Linked DNA regions of Gossypium hirsutum: region 2 is linked to region 1. Evidence: chromatin contacts called from public Hi-C data. All regions are on one chromosome and are shown on one strand. The core of a region is the stretch at or near the end of the contact, and the rest is flanking DNA. Distances in the headings are between cores, read along the strand shown.

What was found. Hi-C and Micro-C count contacts between places; a contact is called where the count stands out from the background.
Region 2: a contact with region 1 is called in a Hi-C map of leaf, with 2.5 times the contacts expected there. The contact joins the promoter of LOC107900892 here to the enhancer-like site in region 1. A contact is called at or near these places in 4 of 34 Hi-C or Micro-C datasets (all in leaf).

What each region holds. Positions count from the first base shown.
Region 1 is chrD08:50,814,706-50,820,766 of Gossypium_hirsutum_v2.1, reverse strand. No RefSeq gene overlaps it. Among protein-coding and RNA genes, the nearest start is that of LOC107900258, 14 kb to the right of the region's middle. Within about 2 kb of position 3,481, at least 8 of the 9 cell types and tissues checked have an H3K27ac peak or open chromatin away from gene starts, as enhancers often do. A contact at or near this core is called in leaf, where this site is marked.
Region 2 is chrD08:50,906,039-50,912,099 of Gossypium_hirsutum_v2.1, reverse strand. LOC107900892 (AT-hook motif nuclear-localized protein 9) reads left to right here and starts at 2,278. Exons shown (of 6, transcript XM_016826655.2): 1 at 2,278-3,329; 2 at 3,510-3,964; 3 at 4,492-4,559; 4 at 5,040-5,171; 5 at 5,355-5,516; 6 at 5,637-6,061. The coding sequence starts at 3,535. The coding sequence ends at 5,867.

The DNA.
Region 1 (6,061 bases), core at 2,232-4,731:
GTTCTCATGGTATACACCCAAACTCTTCTGGAAAAGTCATCAACAAAAGTAACAAAGTAGTGTTTTCCTCCCAATGAAGGTGTCTTGGAAGGCCCCCACACATCTGAGTGAACATATTCCAAAATACCTTTTGTATTATGGATAGCAGTACCGAATTTCACTCTCTTTTGCTTTCCCAGAACACAATGCTCGCAAAATTTTAATTTGCAAGCCTTTACACCTTTCAACAATCCTTGCTTTGCCAGAATTTACAAGGATTTTTCGCTGGCATGTCCCAACTTCATATGCCACAACTATATTGAGTCCAATTCTTTGTTGCCGGAAGCTGCAGCGACTGCTCCAATAACTGTACTACCTTGGTAGTAATACAAGTTATTTTTCCTGATGCCCTTCAATATCACAAGTGCGCCAGATGTCACTTTCAAAACCCCATCTCTCATAGTAACAACTGAACCATTGGATTCCAAGGCTCCCAATGAGATGAGATTTTTCTTCAAACTGGGCACGTATCGAATATCAGTCAGAACTCTGGTTGATCCATCTTTATTCTTTAATTGGATTGAACCTATCCTAACAGTTTTACAGGCATTGTCATTGCCCATATAAACAACTCCTCCATTTAGTTCTACTAAATCAGAGAACCACTCCCGGTTAGGGGACATATGATAGGTACAACCCGAATCCAATATCCACTCATCTGAATGGAACGACGATGATGATGCAACCAGTGATAGTTCAGAGTCACTAGTATCATGCTTAGCAACACAAGCATCTACAGCAGCTTTTCCCTTATTCTTCAGCTTTGGACAATTTTTCTTCCAGTGGCCTTTCTCATGACAAAAAGCACATTCATCTTTCCCGAGTCTGGACTTTGACTTTGATCTCCCCTTTTGAGTTTTCTTCCGAGTGTATGAACGACCTCGGACTACTAAAGCTTTTGTATCTCTGATTGAGTTTTTCTGTTTGTCATTCTTTCTCTGTTCATAACTGTATAAGGCCGCACAGACTTCGCTCAGAGATATATCACTCCTGCCATGAAGTAGAGTAGTTTCTAGGAACTCAAACTCCTCAGGAAGTGACCCCAACAGCATCAAAGCCAAATCTTCATATTTGAATGTCTCATCCATATTTAGCAAATCAGTGACTAACTGATTAAATTTGGTGATGTGATCATTCATTGTGGTACTTGGGACGTAAGTGAAGCGAAACAGTCTTTTCTTCAAGTGGAGCTTATTTTGACTGTTTTTCTTCAAAAAATTTTCTTCAAGTACCACCCACAACTTATTTGCAGAAGTCTCATTTGAAAAAGCATACCTCTGCTCTCGAGAAAGGCATGATCGAATTGTGCCACATGCCAACCGATTGATCGCCTTCCAATCTTTCTCCTGTACATCATCTGGTTTCTCTTCATCAATGGCAATGTCTAGACCCTGCTGAAAAAGGGCATCTAGAACCTCACTTTGCCACATACCAAAATGGCCCGTGCCATCAAAGATCTCCACGGCCAATCTTGCATTTGCAATTGTCGGTCTTGTCCACATGGACGATGTTGAAGCTCCTACACCGACCGTTTTCTCCATAATCTTTCAATATATACCTAAGGAAATCTTTTCTGATGTGGAAGATCAGTTTAAACTGCAACCACAGAGCATACTACGATTAACCTTCGGCTCTGATACCACTTGTTGTTCCAATAGGGTCGGAAGCGTGTAAATTATTGTACTAAAAATCACACAAAGTTCAATTCCCAGGAAAGAGAGGTGGATCACATGGATCTCTTAAATACCAAGTCTTTCCTTAGACAGAATATCCCTTCTATAGTAATTTAATAGCACAATTAAATACTACTATTATACCCTTAAATATTGAAAGAAAAATAGGACAAGAAAGAACACAAGAGTTTTAACGAGTTCGGTAAATTATACCTACGTGCTCGGGCACTAACACCAGATGATAATTTTACTATCTTCAAGATATTACAAACAAATAGAATTCCTTAAGAATTCTCAAATGAGAGAAGAGAGAAAACTAAGAGAGAAAGATTGGTTGGGATGAATTGAAATGAGAAATGAGAAATGAGAAGGCCTATTTATAGTTGAGGTTCAAGGACCAAACAATAAATAGCCCATTATCTCAAGGTCCAAAAAAAAAATTATCCCTTGCCACTTTTCCAAAGTTGGTGGTTGTCATTATTGATTGTCTCCCATTAATGTTAATGGCAACCATTATTAATTGTCTTCCATTAATGTTAACAACCCTAAGGGTATGGGAGGGCTCGGATTTCAGGATATCCACCTTTTTAATTTGACACTTCTCGGTCGGCAGGTTAGGAGGCTTATTAACAATAAATATACTATTTGTTATAAAGTTCTCAGTTCCAAATATTTTCCTGCTAGGAATATTTTCAACTCTAAAAAAGTCGATAGATCCTCGTTTACTTGGAGAAGTATTGCTACTGCATCTAATGCCTTCAAGGATGGATTCGAGTGGCAAGTTGGCTGTGGTGACCGTATTAATATTCGCACTGTTAATTGGGGGTTGGAATGACTAAATGGGGAAGCTATTAAGTCAAACATGTTAAACCATAATGAACACAGTGTTAGAGATCTTTGGCATGTTGAAAGTAGAAGCTGGAATACTTGTAAAGTGCGGGAGCTTTATGGCCAAAATTTAGGGGAGAAATTTTGTAACTTACCAATCGAGGACGAGAATCACAACAATAGAATGGTGTGGTTTCACAATTCTTTAGGAGAATATACATTGAAGTCTAATTACTCCTGGCTCCTTTTGAAGCAAATTGGGTTTGGTCCTCATAGGTTTTTTTTATAGCGATTTGGAAACTTGACACTCTTCCTAAGATCCGTGTGTTCACTTGGCATGTGGGTAACGAGATCCTGCCTACTAACGTCAAAATTGCTTCTATTCATAGTGGTTTTAGTCAAGCTTGTCCCAGGTGTGGTGCCAAGTTTGAGACTCTCGTCCACGCCCTTAAAGACTATTCGAATTCGAGGGCCACTCTAATGTTTGACGGTCTGGACAACAGTATTTTTTCTAAGAGTATGATAGATGTATAGACTAGCTGGAAGATATGTTGAGAATTCTTGACAAAAAAACAATGGCGGACTTTATGACCATTCTGTGGAATTGCTGGAACAACAAAAACAATCGAGTTTTTAGGGGAAAAGAAGATAAGGCAAAGGACATATGGAATAAGGCCAGTATGTTCAGTAAAGAATTCTGAATCCATAACCTATTAAATATGCCGATGTTATCTGCCCAGGTTGACGATAGAAAATGGGTCAAACCTCTAAAAAACTGCATTAAAATTAACTTTGACGCTTCTATTGGGAATAACAGAACTGGATATGGGGTTATTGTAAGGGATGATGACGGGTTTTTTTTGGTGGAGGTGGTGGCTTCAAAGAAATACAGCTGTCGATTGAGGAGGCTGAGTGGTATGCTTTTGACGAAAGTATTAAAATTGCGTGTCGTCTTAATATTCAAGGTGATGTGCTTTTTAAGTCAGACAGTGCAGGGTTGGTCAACAAAATAAATGGCCAGAAAAGGGATTTGACAATTATTGGCGAGCAGATTAAGGAAAGTATTAAGGCCTTTGTTAACTTTCGTTCTATTACCTGTATTTGGACTAATCAGCATTGTAACTTTGTGGCAGATCTTATTTGTAAAAAAATGTGTGGATGCTTGTAATTGGTTCTTTGATATGGATTATCCATAAGATATCCATAATGATATAATCTGTGATGCTATTTGAATGAATTTGTCTTGACCTTTGTGTTCGTTTTTTACTCAAAAAAAAAAAAGAAGAGAGTATTATTTACCGATGAAAGCTTATTTTTGTTAGCAAAAATCTTTATGTTTTCTAGTATTGTTATAAGTTTTATTTAATTATACTCCGAGAATTCTTAAAATAAAAATCATAATAATTTTTAAAATGAAAATTATGATAATCAAATTGTTTTTTATCTTTAAATCAAATTAATTTTTTGTAAGTTACGGATTCATGATTTAACTTATTTTACTAAAAAAACCACAGCACTCAAATAAAAAATCTTACAACCCATATTTCAATTTCAATTAATTCTCAACACTATTATGCAATTAATTGATATTAAAATTATTGAAATCAGGCTTTTACTTGTAACGCGAGGCTAGACTCCCCTAAAATATAAAATTTTATTTTTAATTAATTTAGTAAAATGTAAAATTATACTTCTCTAAATGATAGAATTTTAATTTAGTCATTTAAAAATTATAAAGATATAAGTTATTAAAAAATCAATTTATATTTTAATTTATAAAAATATATAATTTAATTTTAATTTTTGAGAGAACTTTTTGACTCACCCCTACTTGTAACATCATAGTAAAATAAAAATAAAGTTGGGTGTTATGGTTTTTATTTTAGTAATATAGAAGAAGGATTTAATTTGATCTAATGATTAAAAACATTATAGTTCTCATTGTTCTTATTTTAAGAGTTTTCATTATAATTATCATATTATATTTCAATTTTTCGTTCATTTGTAATTTATATTTATTAAATTTGATTTTATAATTATTTGTATTTATTATTGCTTACACTTATAAACTCTAAAAAACATTTATTAACAAAATTTTAATATTAAAGAAAAGTAATTTAAGCCACTTATTAGCAAAATTTTAATACATGAGGTAGTATGGAACAAAGGCTTTTCTAAAGTTTGCTTGGGTTGGTGCCAGAAGGGTGAAACTGAAGTTGAAAATTTTTTATTCTGATAGAAAATTTGTTGCATTTAAGTTTTCGGCTAAGTTGTACAGAATGGTTTCTTTCAATTGCCGACCAATAAATGAATGTAGACATTCTGACATGCCAAAACCAAGTCCCACAAAGCTTCAATTTCAAGGCCCACAAGCCTAGTACAATTTCAAGAGCATCCCAATGTTTCAATCACTTATAGCTTAGCTATGAGAAAATAGAAATTCCTAGTAATATTTTGTTATCCATAATTTCTAAAATGAGATATTATTATAGTGTAATTTTATGGGTTCATTTTAAATCTATAGTTGTAGTTAAAAGATAATAAAAAATAGAAAAATATAGTAGTTTGATCAAGTCACGTTAGAAATTAAGAAATTGTGTTGGTAACTTGAAACTTGTTAGACCAATTATTGTTGCGTGAAGATAAAATAAACTTCTAAAAAATTAACGAAGGCATCAAGGCGTGTATCAATGCTACCTTTTTTAAGGTTTTATTCGCCCCTACCTATATTATGGTGTGCAAAAGAATTATTGGCAAATAAACTTTAATGATACAATAAAGCCCAATGACTGTTTACGTTTTGCACTGACGGAAACAATCTACTGAGCACCGAGCGGAGCATAGCAAGGATATCAATTTTTATAAAGAATTTCTATAATAATTCTTTATAAAACAACCTAGGAATATAAAATATGGTTGGAGAAATAGAAAGAAACTTTATTTCTATGCTTTTGGGACTGCTATACAAATGAAAATTCACTTATTTTTATAAGAGACCTCGTGTCTTTTCATAGGGATATAACTTTCCAAATGGATAGTCATATCTTTAGCAATAAACATAATTACTTAATAGATATCTACTTGAATAATTATGACTATTTATTAATAATTGACCGTCGCCAGACGTGCGAACATCTAAATTAGAAATATTGCAACAAAAAGATATAAAATTAAGCAGCGGTGTTCGCAAGTATACAGGTCAAATTGTAATATAGATTTTGTGTTACAACGAAACTCTTCGGGAAGCATTCCGAGGATTGTACCCAAAGAAGGTTGAGTTAAAACTAAATTAACTCTTTACACAACTTTACTATCATTGTTGGGCTCAGTTGATTGATCTGATGAATAAATTATAATTAATTAAAATTCGGTTAAAATGAAGCCATACAAATATAAGCACTGTAATGGTACCTTATCAAACTAATAATCATCGGATTAATGTCCAGTCTCACTTAATTCATCATCCGATATATTATACTTTGAATCACTTATTTCTGCAATAGTTGAGGTTTTACTAACAT
Region 2 (6,061 bases), core at 1,029-3,528, 93 kb before region 1:
GATAGTTGAGATTGAATTGAAAAAAAGAAAAGAATTAGGGGTTTATATAGAAAAAAAAAGCTATTAGTGGAGGGGTTTCGACGACTATTTAAATAGCCGTTGGGAGGGGTAGCTGTTGGGAGGGGTAACCGTTATTAAAAATGCTTCTAGCTAGAAGCGTTTTCATTATTTCGACCTAGTCCCATAATTTTTCGAAAAACCAGCCCATCCGGTAATTTAAAAAAAATCGATATTTTTAAGTATTTCACCTATTATGAAAATTATTAAATAATTTATAAAACCTTATTTATGAAGGTTATATATTATAAGTAATATATTATTTTTACTTAATTTACGTATTATAAAAAAGATATAACATAGCATAAGTCGTTCTCCCCATCAAATTTATATAAGTTCTTTTATAATTAAAGCTACAGATTATTTAGACTGTGAACTCAAATATTATAAGGTTGATGTTAATTATGCAAAAACAAAAGATATTCTTGCACCATATTGTAGGATATGATACCTTTTGAGAGAATGATGCTAGATATAAGCACCACAGGTAGCTCACAAACTCTTTTATTTGAGACATTCAATGCTTCAAAATATGGTTGAGCAGATATTTGTTGTTCTAAAAATATATTTATCATATTAACAACGTCACCTTAGTATAACATAAAAAAATAAGGTTGAATCGTATTAGCATGTTGCATATTTCATAACTTCAACCATAGATAGAATTGGAATGATCTATACTTCAAAAACTACATGGAAGAAGGAGATCTTAACAATCATAATGATGCATATTCAAAATTAGATGATGATGATGATGATGATGAACTTGGTCAATACCAACAAATAATGATAAAAAGCATATCTTAAATATTAAAGAGAATAATCTTAAAAATATGCATTAGGAAACAATTAGATAAAATTACATATGATTTTTATTTTTTCTTGTTACTTGTAATAGTAATTGTATTATCAACTACTCTTTTAGGCTAACATAATACATATGATGATTTTATTTTAATTTTATTTTACTTGTTTAGAAATTATTTTTATCATATTAATAATATTTCTATAGTAACTACAATTTCTATTACTAAACATGACCTATGAAATTACAATGTAATTACACTATGTCAACCAAATACATATAAAAATTATAATTTTTTGGCTTAAGGGTGTAAATATCCCTCAAACTTTTTCAAATAGGGCAATTAAGCCCCTGTTTTTTTTGGGTACTTACTTGGGTACTTTAACTTTCAAAATGCACCAAAAAGTCTCTCAAACTTAAAAAAAAAAACAATTAAGCCCCTGCTTTTTTTTTTACACTTAATTGGGTACTTGAACTTTCAAAATGCATTAAAACGACCTTCAAACTTTTTTTTGAAAAAACAATTAAGCCCTTAAATTTTTTCGCACTTAATTAGGTATTTGAATTGTAAAATGCATCAAAAATGCTCTTTGGCCGTTAACTTTAACAGTTGACCGTTAAAGTTAACTACATTAATTTTTTTCAGCTAAAGCCACCTCGTGTCACAACCCCGGCGTGACATGTGGCAAAAAATTATAAAAAATAAAAATCAATAAAAATCATATAAATTATTAAATTTTAATAAAAAATACAAAAATATTTAAGTTTTATTAAAAATTAGAAAAAAATTATAAAAATTGCAAAAAAAATTATAAAATATTGTAGAATTTTATAATAATCATAAAAAATATAAAAGGCATCAAAAAGACTTTTTAACTATTAACTTTAACCCTTGACTGTTAAAGTTAACGACTCCTTGTTTTTTCAGTTAAAGCTATCATGTGTCGCAATACAATGTGACATGTGGCGGTGGCTTTAACTGAAAAAAAAATTAGGGATAGTTTAAGCATCCAATTGAGTAAAAAAAAGGGGCTTAATTGTTTTTTTTTTTAAAGTTTGAGGGCCTTTTTGATACGTTTTAAAAGTTTAAGTATCTAATTCAGTAGAAAAAAAGTAGAGGCTTAATTATTTTTTTGAAAAAATTTAAAATTTTTTTAATGTATTGTGAAAATTTAAGTATTCAAGCGAGTGAAAAAAAAGAAAAACTTTTTTTGAAAAAATTGAAGGGCTTTATACACCTTTATGCGTAATTGTTTTTGTAATTACTTAGTCTAAAACTATACTTCTATTAAATTCGAAATAGGCCCTAAATCAAAGCTAAACCGAATTACGATCCTAGACAAATGTCCGCAGACGTGATGTATTTTATGTCTGTTTAATTATTTATGAATAATAATGATTTCGAAATTCGTGACAATTGTAATAGTGATTTTGAAAATTCGAATTTGAATTGAATGGTATGATTAAAAGTGGCATGTAACTTCTCACACATCCAACACCAATTACAGCAACTCCCTTCCTCGCACTGTAGAGAGCAAAGCAAAGATAAAAGAAACTTTTTTGATAGCAAGAAAGAGAAACCAAGAACAAAAAGGAAAGAAACAGCTTTTATAATGGAGGAGAGAGAGAGAGAGATTTAAGGAGAAAGAGAAAGCTCTGCCCTAGAAATACTTATGCATCCCGATACGTACCTCTGTATGCAAAGGGAAGGAGCTTTTTTTTTTTTTCTTTCTTTTCTGTACTGTAAGTAATAAATAATCGCCTTTCTTCTCACCTTCTTCACTCGAAAAATGGCCTCTCTTCTTCATTTCTCTCTCTGCTTTTAATTCCCTTAACCTCCGTCAATCTTTCCTTTTTGAAAACAAGGTAAAAAACCCATCTTCTTCGCAGCTTCCTACTTTCAAAAGTCTGAACCTTTAACCCTAGTTTACTAATGTAAGTTACTTTTTTTGGAGGAAAAAATAAAGGAGCAAAAAGTTCAACCATTTCTGCTTTGTTTCTCTTAGTTCTTCTTTTCAACTTAGTTTGACTTTATTTTATGGCATTGGCTTCAACTTTTGTCTGCTTCTTTCTTTATTTTTATTATTTTTTACATAATTATGTTAGTGTGCAAATCGCTTTCTTTGGGTTGTGATTTTTGAAGTGTTAAGGTCTGGGTTTTAGCTGTGGAAGATGCTTTGTCTTAAAGGTTGGTGAGTGTGTGGACCTGGTTTTTAGTTTCCCATCTCCTTTATATCTTTAACATGACGCCTTTTTCTTCGTTTCCCGTGGTTTGGTAAGCTCTAAAACAGCTTGCAATTTTGTCTTTTTCCTTTCAACTTCTCACCTCTTCCCAATTTTCCACTCTTAATCTTTGTAATTTCTTCGTTGCTGTTTTCGCTACTTACTTTCTCTAACTATGGCGCTTCATTTTTTTCATGTCTAGATTCAAAGTGCTTTGCTTGTAAACGCTAAATGCATCTCCTTGGTTTGTTTTCTGGCTCAATTCCCTGATCTTTTGCATGCATCTTTGAATTTTAACTTGGAAAACCATAAAATATGTTCTAAGATCTATATGCTTTTCAGCTGGTTTATTTTCACCCAATTTGGAGCTCTTTTTTGGTTAAAATTTTTTGTTTGAAAGTTGATTTTGAAGGCATCATTCAAGTGTATAGGTTATTGGAGGTGAATGCATGGATCGAAGGGATGCCATGGCATTATCAGGGTCTGCATCTTACTATATGCAACAAAGAGGAATAACCGGGTCAGGGTCCGAACCGGAGTCTGGGATACACGGATCTCCAGGCATTCATCCGTTCTCTAGTCCAAATGTACAATACCAATCAAGTATTCCAGTCACTACTGTGGGATCAACCTTAGCTATGGAGTCTCCATCAGGAATTGCCCCTCATAGTGTCAATGTAGGCACACCTTCAGCACAGCCATCTAGTGAGACAGTGAAACGGAAAAGAGGCAGGCCCCGAAAGTACGGTCCTGATGGGACTGTTTCGTTGGCGCTGACTCCTGCATCAGCTCCTCATCCCGTGACCACAACACCGGGCCAAAAACGAGGAAGAGGGCGGCCACGGGGTACCGGAAGGAAGCAACAGTTAGCTTCCCTTGGTAAGACATTTGGCCTATCTCTTCTATAAATGTGTAGAGCATGATTAGGGGGAATGTAGCTTGAAGTGGCAGTTCAACTTGGTGGAATAAACCTTTTTGGCATATTTTAAAAAGGATTTTGTAGTGTCCACATATTTTAGTAATTTGATTGTGTAATATTGCCAACTGATCTGCTCCCTAGGTTTTTTCTAATTTGATTTAAAATGCAAGCTGAGTAGGGTCAGAAGCTGCTTTGGCTAGAAATAACTTAACTAATACATTAAGAGCTTGTTGGCCTCACTATAATCCATGAAATTTTAGATTAAAAAAATGTGCAAGTGACATAAATGCAGAAATTTCGTAACTAAAAGCTTGTCGGCTGAAATTTCATTCTCCTTGGTATTTTAACATGTAATCTCATATCACTGCTTGCTAGCTGGATTCATAAGCTTTTTTAAGGGCTACCTTGAGCTATTTGGTGCTTAATTCGGGTATTTTCTTGTTCTTGCTATGTCAATGATGTTGCAAATATCTAATTGTTTTGATAGGTGACTGGCTGTCCGGTTCAGCTGGGATGGGTTTTACTCCACATGTCATCACCGTTGCAGTAGGAGAAGTATGTTATTTTCTTTTCTTGATTTTATAAATTGGTACCTGGGTTTACAGCCACTAAGTTAAATACATGTGAAATCAGGATTCAGTGCCGTGTCTGGCAGCAGCCAACAGGCAATCTGTACTGTGATATGCATTTGCTTGGAAGTGACCCAGATTTGTTCATTTTAAAGTATGATGATGATGCAGATCTAGTAGACGTAGCTAGAAAATATATGAAAATATATTATGAACAGTAGTTTCCTTTGTTTCACTACCTCTTCTCATAAAATTGAAATGAAGTTTGGCATTTATAAGGAACTAACAGAGGCATAAAAGTGCATTAAGGTGTTTTCTTTTTTCTGTAATGAAAGTCGATATTGTGTTCTGAAGCATTTTTTGAGGTATAAATTCTTTAAATGTGGTACAATATTGTTCGGCAGGTTATCGTATAACCAGAAGAAAGTTCCTTTGCCTTTAAACTTTTTAAAACTTTTTCGTGCAGGACATTGCAACAAAGATAATGTCATTTTCACAGCAAGGGCCTAGAGCAGTATGCATTTTGTCAGCCAACGGGGCTGTCTCTACTGTAACTCTTCTTCAGCCATCATCTTCAGGTGGCACTGTTACATATGAGGTTTGGGCACTCAATAACCCGGTTCTCAATTTCTTGTTTTTTCTACAGGAAACACACTTGGATTGCATATATTACCTATATTTGCTATTCAATATTCCGACATTTTAGATCTTTTTCCCTCTTGGAAACTCTTTTGAAAAGAATGTATATATATTTTTTCTTGTCTGGTTTTGATATCTGTAGGGGCGATTCGAGATATTATGTCTATCAGGCTCTTACCTGCTGATCAGCAACAATGGCTCTTGCAGCCGAAGTGGTGCTCTTAGTGTTTCCCTTGCCACTCCTGATGGCCGCGTCATTGGTGGAGGTGTCGGAGGGATGCTTATTGCAGCAAGCCCAGTTCAGGTAACTCTGCAGTTGCTGTGATATCTATGGTTTATAATAATTTTCTTTTCTAAGTTACCTATAATTAATTCAACTTGTCATTGAACTTCTGTTTGAATCATCCTTTTATGAATGAACTAGGTGATTGTCGGAAGTTTTCAATGGGGTGGTCCAAAGGCAAAGAACAAGAAACCGGAAGGTCAAGAATGTCTAAATGACTCGGATAATCAGAGTGTCGACAATCTAGTATCTCCGTCTGGCATTTCACCGAGTCAAAATCTGATTCCACCTTCACCAGCAGGTGTATGGCCTGGTTCACGAACAATGGATATGCGTAACACTCATGTTGACATCGATCTAATGCGCGGTTGACTCGTTTCCTCTAATAGTTTCACAAGCAATGTACAAAGTTTGCTGCTACAGGCAGCCTGATTTTCAGCTTGATTTTACTCGTCGACAAGAGCGGCGGTTTGGTCCGATATTTGTAGCTTTGATAGACAGTTAGAACTCACGATTTCTACTGATCCCATCGGTACCATTTCATTTCTCCCATTTGAACCAGTTTT